Regions from separate parts of the Mus musculus genome. Here region 1 is linked to region 2. Evidence: chromatin contacts called from public HiChIP or PLAC-seq data. All regions are on one chromosome and are shown on one strand. Each heading gives the region's core, a stretch centred on a gene start, on an enhancer-like site or on the middle of the called end of the contact. The rest is flanking DNA. Distances are from core to core; before and after follow the strand shown. Region 1 has its middle 17 kb from the start of Gm41215. Region 2 has its middle 28 kb from the start of 2900040C04Rik.

What was found. HiChIP or PLAC-seq counts read pairs in DNA pulled down with a chosen protein or histone mark.
Region 1: an H3K27ac HiChIP or PLAC-seq map of trophoblast stem cells shows a contact between it and region 2, with 2.5 times the contacts expected there. The contact joins two enhancer-like sites. A contact is called at or near these places in 6 of 484 Hi-C or Micro-C datasets (the HPC-7 cell line, embryonic fibroblasts, embryonic stem cells and 2 more) and 5 of 115 datasets of contacts at active chromatin or transcription factors (embryonic stem cells, extraembryonic endoderm stem cells and trophoblast stem cells).

The regions. Positions count from the first base shown.
Region 1 is chr14:76,355,501-76,359,852 of GRCm38.p6, forward strand. No RefSeq gene overlaps it. Among named protein-coding and RNA genes, the nearest start is that of Gm41215, 17 kb to the right of the region's middle. Within about 2 kb of position 2,456, at least 6 of the 459 cell types and tissues checked have an H3K27ac peak or open chromatin away from gene starts, as enhancers often do. A contact at or near this core is called in trophoblast stem cells, where this site is marked.
Region 2 is chr14:76,277,691-76,282,211 of GRCm38.p6, forward strand. No RefSeq gene overlaps it. Among named protein-coding and RNA genes, the nearest start is that of 2900040C04Rik, 28 kb to the left of the region's middle. Within about 2 kb of position 1,576, at least 36 of the 459 cell types and tissues checked have an H3K27ac peak or open chromatin away from gene starts, as enhancers often do. A contact at or near this core is called in trophoblast stem cells, where this site is marked.

The DNA.
Region 1 (4,352 bases), core at 1,206-3,705, 79 kb after region 2:
GACGTGAGTGGAGGCCACAGGGTAACGCCCCTTTGTCTGCAGATTACAGAGCACCTGCCTCTCCTATTTGTTTTGTATTCTTCTTGTTTTTAGTGGTTTGAGACAGAGTCTCACTATGTACGTCTGGCTGGTCTGGAATTTGTTCTTGTGGACCAGGCTAGCCCTGAAATCACTGTGACCTGCCTGCCCTGTCTCTGGATTTTGCTGGGCTGAAAGGCCTGGCCTTCTCCTATTCATATCGCACAGGTTTTTCTTGCTCATGCTCTGGTTGTTAGATGAAGTCCAGGCAGGAAAGTTTGCAGTCTTCCTCTGCAAACTGGCTTCTTGCTAACGTTAATCTTGCTGTTCCACACTCCCGTCCCTGTTTTTCTGCTACTGTGATTGTGGTGAAGATACGAACACGTTTTTGTTTTTTCATGAAAAGAATTTCATTGGTAAATGAGTTTGCAAAGAGGATGGGCCCGATAGCTAAAGTATGTGTGTGAGGGGTACCTCAGAAATGATGTTTAGCTGGGTGGTGGTGCACGCCTTTAATCCCAGCACTCGGGAGGCAGAGGCAGGCATATTTCTGAGTTCGAGACCAGCCTGGTCTACAAAGTGAGTTCCAGGATAGCCAGGGCTACACAGAGAAACCCTGTCTCGAAAATAACAAAACAAAAAACAAAACAAAACAAAACAAAAAGAAATGATGTTTAGATATTTGGGAATGACAAAAGCTGGATAGTTGCTTAAATATACACAGAGACAAAAACATGCCTTTTGTTCTTGGGAATCACAGACATGCAACTCCTGAAACTAGGAAAAGATGGGACTCTAAGTACTTTAATGAGGCACAGCTGGCTACTCCACTTTACATGTGGCAATTCAGAGAATCTCCATGCCGTGTTTCTGCTAAAGAGGCAGGACACATGCACACCAACTGCTAGTGCTGGGTGCATTCCCCTCTCCACCCCACCTCCCCCACACCAGTTGTGGCCCTCGGAGCTCACAGGGGCCCCAAAAGTGCACACTGCCTCTGAAAAGACTTGAGAAATAAAGAGCTTCCTTGCCTTTTTTGATCATGAAGCTTCCTTGCAACCCTACCTACAAAACAAACCCCAAAAGCCTTAAGAACCAGCACACCGAGGAAGTGGAGGCAGGAGGATGGCCGTGAATCTGAGGCCAGCATGGCATACACACAAAGCCTGTCTCATCAAAACAAAGGAAACAAAATACCACGTGGTAGTTTTTTTTTTAATTTTTTTTAATTAGGTATTTTTCTCGTTTACATTTTTAATGCTATCCCAAAGGTCCCCCATACCCACCCCCACCCCCCAATCCCCTACCCACCCACTGCCCCTTTTTGGCCCTGGTGTTCCCCTGTACTGGGGCATAAAAAGTTTGCAAGTCCAATGGGCCTCTCTTTGCAGTGATGACCAACTAGGCCATCTTTTGATACATATGCAGCTAAAGACAAGAGCTCCCGGGTACTGGTTAGTTCATATTGTTGTTCCACCTATAGGGTTGCAGTTCCCTTTAGCTCCTTGGGTAATTTCTCTAGCTCCTCCATAAGGGGCCGTGTGACCCATCCAATAGCTGACTGTGATCATCCACTTCTGTGTTTGCTAGGCCCCGGCATAGTCTCACAAGAGAGAGCTATATCTGGGTCCTTTCAGCAAAATCTTGCTAGTGTATGCAATGGTGTCAGCATTTGGAAGCTGATTATGGGATGGATCCCTGCATATGGCAATCACTAGATGGTCCATCCTTTCGTCACAGCTCCAAATTTTGTCTCTGTAGCACGTGGTAGTTTTATTTTTAGTACGTAAGCTTTGAGAAAATGTCAAAGATTCTTCAACGTTGGTCACATTCATAACGAATTGGACATCATAATAGGTCGTAATTAGGTCACAGCGATAATGGTGTATATATTCTGTTTCCCTCCAAAGCATACTAGACTTGTTTCTCATCCCATCATAACCTACAGCTCTTGCGCATGTAAACCACCCGCTTCACCAGGCTACCTACCGCCCATCCCTGGAAGTCTTACTACAAACTGGGGAAAGCTGCTCCAGGGGAATTATGGGAATTATGACTTTGGTTCATACTGTAGCACTTTTGCCAAGTTATCGTCCAGTCCCCACTTGAAATGCTGTAGAGACAGGGAACTCACAATTTAAAGAATATATTGTTTTCGAACCATCCTCACAAACATCGCTGCCTTGAGCTTATTCCTATCTCCTTAGGTGGCTCAGGCAAGCCCCACCCATCTTTCCGAAGACACGCCTCCAAAAAAAATGTAGACAAGGCTGAAGTCTTCCACGTGGTTTCTCTTTACCATTATTTAGACCCATAGACTAATTTATGCATTCTTGTTCTCTTGACTTGGCTTTTAAAGAAATATTTGAGGCTTGTGTGATGTTTCCACCTCTGGGTCAGCCCCTCCCCTACCTGCTGTCACCTTCTTTGTCCTTTGACCTCACTCCATCATCCTGAACATTTGTTCTCTGAACAGCTGAACGCTATGACAGGAAGGGAGTGATTCCTTTACAAAGGCAGAAAACATACAAGATTTTATCTTTTTGTGTCTTAGAATTAAAAGAGAAGAAGCTGGCCATAGTAGCTCACACCTTTAGTCCCAGCACTTGGAAAGCAGGGGCAGGTGTATCCCTGTCAGTTTGAGGCCAGCCTGGTCTACAGAGTGAGTTCCAGGACAGCTAGAGTTACTCTGTGAGACACTGTCTTGAAAATGCCTAAACATAAAATAAAGTAAAAGAGAGACAGAACTTTGCCCTGGCCATTTTTTTGTCCAACTCTACTTACCTTTGTCCCAGACAGGGAGGTCTAAAGCAGGAGCAGACGACTGGGCTTGTGAGACCTGAGTTCAAATCCTGACGATGCCTCCTTTGTCCTGAGAAGCACCTGGGACTGCTCTGAACCGGCTTCATCATGTGTAAAACCAACAGAGGAATCAGATGCCGCTATTTGCAGAACACTTCACCATCCCGTACCTTGTGGGTCATCTCACTAATTGCCCAGCCCACCCCACTCTGTCCACCCCAAGGCTCTGTGCAGAGCACTTGAACAATGGGTTTCAGATGCTATTCTGCATCTTCTCAGGTCCACTGGATGGCTTCTCAGTCTCTTCCTACTAGTTTCTCACAGGAGCAATGCTGTAGTTTAGACCTGAGTGGAACACAATAGCCCATGTATTAAAGGTATGTATGCTAGTGTGTAGTAGTATTGGGAGGTGGTGGAGTCGTAGTGGGGGTGACTTAGGTTCTTGGAGTCGTGCTCTTCACAGGGATAGTAGGATCTTGAATCCTTTCTCCTCTCTCTTTGCTTTCTGCAGCCAGAAAGTGAAAAGCTTCATTTTCCATAGATCTCCACCATGGTTTACTATGCTGGTCGCATCCAGTAGGGTCTGATGCTCACCAAGGTCAGAAAGGGGCATCAGATCTCCTGGAACTGGAGTTACAGGTGGTTGTGAGCCACCACGAGGGTGCTGGGAATCCAACTCGATCATCTGCAAGAGCAGTCAGTTCTCTTAACCACTGGGCTCTCTCTCCAGCCTCATTTTAAGTTAATTTATTTCCTGTATTTTTTACTATGGTGAAGAGTCCAATAATACAAACAATCGCTTGTGCGTCAATGGACTGTAGCAATTCACTGCCACGCTTATGAATTGTTGTATCCTTGCTCTTAACTTGCCCTGCTTTAGTCGGGTTTTCAATCCACATTGTGGTCACAAAATTCCTGAGAAAAGTAATTTAAGTGAGCAACTGTTTATTTTGGCTCACCGTTTCAAAGGTTTCTCTACACGGTTGGCTGGCTTTGTTGATTTGGGCTGTGTGAAACAGAACATCGTGGTATGGGAGCCTGGTGGAGCAGAGATGTTTAACCCATGGCTGTTAGGAAGCATGCAGACTCCTTCTTTCAATTATGTTCCATCTGGGTCCCCATCTTGGTGGGCGGGGCTGCTCACGTACAAAACAAGTCCACTCCTTTTCCCACTGTTTCAATATGTCAGTCATCTTTGGAGATAGCCTTGTAAGCACAGTCAGAAGTGTGCTTTGTTAATCTTCTGAGTGGATTTCAATCCAATTAGGCTGTCAAGACCACATTCACTGACTCCAGACTCAGATTCCACAGTGTCACGTGTAGACACATCTGGCAGTGGATTACTTCCTTCTTTCTGTTTATGATCACCAATTCAGTGACTGAAACTACCCCAAAGCTATGCTCAAAGCAGATGTATTCGCCAGTGACTCCCTCTTACCTGCTACCCAATGTCCATCTCGATAGTCCATCAGTTTGTCTGCGTGTTTTTCTCTTCTATTTTTTCCCTCTGCTTTGTGCAAATGCCCACAATG
Region 2 (4,521 bases), core at 326-2,825:
GTTTAAACAAACACAAGGCAGTAGGTATACAAACCTATGCAGCCTCAGTTTGGGGGTGGTGCTATCTGTCACCAACCCATCATCTCTTACTTCCCATCTGTCCTCCATGGTGGTCTGACAATTTGTGACACCCCACACCCCGGCAGCAGCCAAGCCTTTGGTCACCTTGTTCTCCCTTCCTGTTTCAGCCCGTGCTAAACTCTGGTCTTGCTCTCTGACCTTGGCAACAAAATAATGTTGTATTTTCCCAAACCTCTCTCCACAGTCTCCCGCCAGTCAGAAACACCAACTATCAACTGCCTGAGACACCATTAAAAGCCACATCCCGGGTTTGGGGAGATGACTCAGTTGGTGCAACCCTTGCCATGAAACCCTGCATGGGGACCTGGGCTGGTCCTCAGCAGATGAGCATCCAGGCAAAAGGCCAGCGTGCCAGTGTGGCAGCGGGCGTGCGCCTGTCATCAGAGCAGCCTGGAGAGGGAGACCTGTCGAGAGCCCCGGGGCTTGCTGCTAGGCGGGCCGGCTCAGTTGAATTGGTGAGCTCTGGTGAGAGAGCCTGTCTCAGAAAACAAAGTGGCTAGGAACGAATACCAACTCTGAACTCTGACCGCTGCACGCATGTATGCACAGGAGCACACACATGGACGTGTACAACGCACATACACCTCGAACACACACAGATGTAATAAAAAATAAATTAGGGAGATAAAATTCATCTACTCACTGCTGCTCCTTGGACTCCTATGAAATTCCCTTCCTGGGTGTATCGATCTGCAGGGTGAGCTGGCTACATCACAGGGCCTGGTAATAAACTGTTTCTCTTCTCTTTCTTCCTTTTTTTCTTTCTTCCTTCTCTCTCTCTCTCCCTCGCTCTCTCTCTCTCTCTCCATGAACCCAAGGAAGAGGTGTGAACTCCAGCTAGTAGCAAGGTGGGAGTCTTATCTGTCCACTATACACGGTGTGTATTGCCTTCTGACCTAAAAAGAGCAGTAGCCAGTGGCCAGACAAAGAAAGAAAGATGGCGGCCTTCCTGAGCCTCAAGTCAGCTTGCTCATGAGCAAATTGCTGTCTGCTGGTTCCTGACCTCCTCTGGGCATTTTACAGGCCGATGAGCTCATGCTCATAAAGAAAGAGTGCAAGCCTTTCACTGAGGTATAATTAATAATCATCTGATAAGTGGATAACAATAATAATGGTGACGTCATCCCTTCCTCCACTTCTGCTCCTGTTGTGTAATAGTAATACCACGAGCTGATGTCCTCCTAGTACACTCAATTAGATGAGCGTCCTCCAGAGCAAGCTTACTCACAGCCAAGTGCTGTCTTGCGTGCCTCATTGCCCTCTCCAGGGTAGCCTAAGGGTACTGAACAGGGAGCAGTGTTCTGTGGGTGTCGGGCTGTGGAGTAATGAGAAAGTTCAAGCTACTCATGACTCAGGCACCAGGACACCATGGCGACCTCCCAGGTGGACAGCCGAGCCTTGGTGAGGCTCATCTTGACGGATTTATCTTATCCCTCAGGCCTCTTAAGCAGGGTGATGTGTGGATGAGTCAGGCCACTTCCTCCATGACATCATCAGAGGGATATGTGCACCCTGGTCAACATGCATCTGTCTAGTTATCCCGGCAGCCAAGGAACCACGTGCAGAACTCGGTTCTAGAGACAAGAGTCGCTTTGGCTTTTTGACAAATCGTAGTTTTACACAGAATCTCCAAGGTAGACACTAAGCTAGAAGAAGCCGTGACGGGGCACGCAAACACAGATCCAAGAGTCGCCACTGTGCCCCTACACGCTTCTCAGGGCAAATGCTGAGGGAGGCAGAACGGAATCCCAGGGAGAAAAGAAGACCTTTCATTTGTAAACGGTTTCTGCTTACAGAGCACTTTCTGCACTTGACCTCACGGCGCCTCACCACAGCTCTGTTTGGGCTCAGTTTATTATTTCTCACGTACAGACGAGGAAACCGAGAGATACTCAGTGAAATCAGAAGAAAGCCTGAAGCCGCAGCCACGCCCGCCTCGGTGACTGTAGGGCTCGCCCCACGTGACTGGGTCCACCAGCTTTGCTCTACTGGGCAGGAGATCATTCATCTTACTCATGGCTGGGCAGTTGGCCGCGGCGCAGGGATGGTGGTAGTGGAAGCTGAGTGGTCACAGCAGTGAAAGTCAGCTCTGGTCAGACGCTGCATAAAAGGGGAATCTAATAAAGGATGCTGCAGCAGCCGCCGGCCTCCCGCTTTGGGAGGGAGTGAAATCAGAGACCCTCCCCGGTTTCCCAAAGTCTGAGAAGGGCAACTTCTAGGGGCTCAGCGGACATCAGGAGCCTTTGTCCTCCAGTCAAACAAGCAGGCACATGGAGCCACAAGCCCAAAGCTCCCAGTCACAGCCTCCATAAGGCCTCCCTTCTTTTGCCTTTTCCTTCGATTCTGTTTCAGATGGACCGTTCTTTCTTTTTAAAACTTTGGATTTCCCACCTTTCCCCTACCTTCTCTTTCTTTTTAAAGCTTTACACAAGTATACGTTATGTCTCTCCTCAGATGAAAATTTCTGTCAAAAATGCAAATGAATCCAACTTTTATAAATATATTCTGAAATATTTGTGGATGGGATCACGAAATCACGGGGATTTTTCTATAAAATATGCTATAGGTTGGAGCTCCGCCCCCTTTGTCTTTTTCTAACTAAGTGAGCATGCACTTTCTGCTTTGATGCGTTGCCTACCCCAGGCCCAGAGCAATGGGGCCAATTCATCATCACAAACTGGAACTCCAAAGACTGAGCCCACATAAACCTTTTCTCTCTATAAGTTGGTTCTCTTGATCATTTTGTTATAGTAACAGAGAGATAACACAAAATAATATCAGAGGAATAAAGGAAAAAGGGAACATGTTACGGTTTCTGAGGGCTCACTTTTCATATTTCTCTCCCTGATTTTCTCTATTGCTAAAAATTTCTATTTAAAGAGGCAGAAAAATAGGAACGGAATTATGCATCTTCCGCAACCCTGTTAAAATGAATGCCTTCTTCTGTATCCATGTTTTTGGCTGTTCCCCCCAATCACCTTCTCCTCTCCATTATCTGATATACCTTTAAATAAACATTTATTTACATTTAATTTACTTATTTGTGTGTACGGGGGCAAGCATGCATACGGCCCTGTGCACATTTGTTGGTCAGAGGACAACTGTCGGGAGTTTATTTTCTCTTCCCATCATGTGGGCTCTAGGCATGGCAGCAAGAGTGTACTTGCTGAGCTGTGTTGCAAGCCTCTCACTTGATCTTTCTTCCTTCCTTTCTTCCTTCCTTCCTTTCTTCCTTTCTTCCTTTCTCCCTTTCTTTCTTCCTTTCTTCCTTTCTCCCTTTCTTTCTTCCTTTCTTTCTTTCTTTCTTTCTTTCTTTCTTTCTTTCTTTCTGTTTTTTGTTGTTGTTGGGTTTTTTTTTTTTGTTTGTTTTGGTTTGGTTTGGTTTGGTTTTTTCAAGACAGGGTTTCTCTGTGTAGCCCTGGCTGTCCTGGAACTCACTCTGTAGACCAGGCTGGCCTCGAACTCAGAAATCCACCTACCTCTGCCTCCCCGAGTGCTGGGATTAAAGGCGTGTGCCACCACTGCCTGGCTCATTTGATATTTCTTAAAGCCATAATTATTTCAGCAATTCCTAAAGTCATGTGGAAGACATCCTATGAGCTAGGCAGCAGGCCTTCCTTCCAGGTAAGCTACGAGCACTGGCCTTCTGGAGGACTGACCCGTCTATGTGTTTTCTTCTCTTTTTCATAGTTTCATAGAATGTTCCAGAGACACTCATTTCATGGCTGATCTGTTGATCCTTTTATAGTGCTCCTTCATGGGGGTCACACTTCTAGGAAGAAAAGTTAAAATGAGATTAAGGAAAGTCCCAAGATAGTTGTACCCACAGATGTTTCTCTGTCAGACACTGGGGCATTGCTCTGGGGTGGGACGGGCTCTAAAACACACTTAGGAACGAGCTTTGCTTTTTACCTCATCAGAGGAAAACAAAGACCAGACAGCTCATGCTGTGGACTCAGCAGCATTTTACCAGGGGCTGTGGCTGGGGTCCCCATTAACACTGTGGCCAGTGTCACTCACCTGCCGACCTTGTAAGAGGTGGCCGCTGGCACATCTCATTCCTCCCAGGGAGCTTAGGTCTTTGTATTTCCTTGTCATGAGCATCAGCTCAGGGTCAGCAGGGCCACCTTCTCTGCATGCCTCTTTCCAAAGTGGCCTCCAGGATGTGGAAAGGTCCCCGCTCCCCCTGCTAAATCCTTCCATCTGAAGCACAGGATCTGCACTTTCCTTTCTGGATTGATGTTGAAGACTTAATGTAATTGGCTGGCAGAAAATAAATAGCTGAAGGTATGCAGTCAGCCACAGCACGACCTCATATTTCAAAAGCAGCCAGCCCTCTTCATAAACACTCCTTTCCAGGGTGTGAAATCAATCATGTCACGGCTGGGGCTACTACTGTGCAGGGGACAGATATCTCATCTTACTCCGGAAGTATAAGCA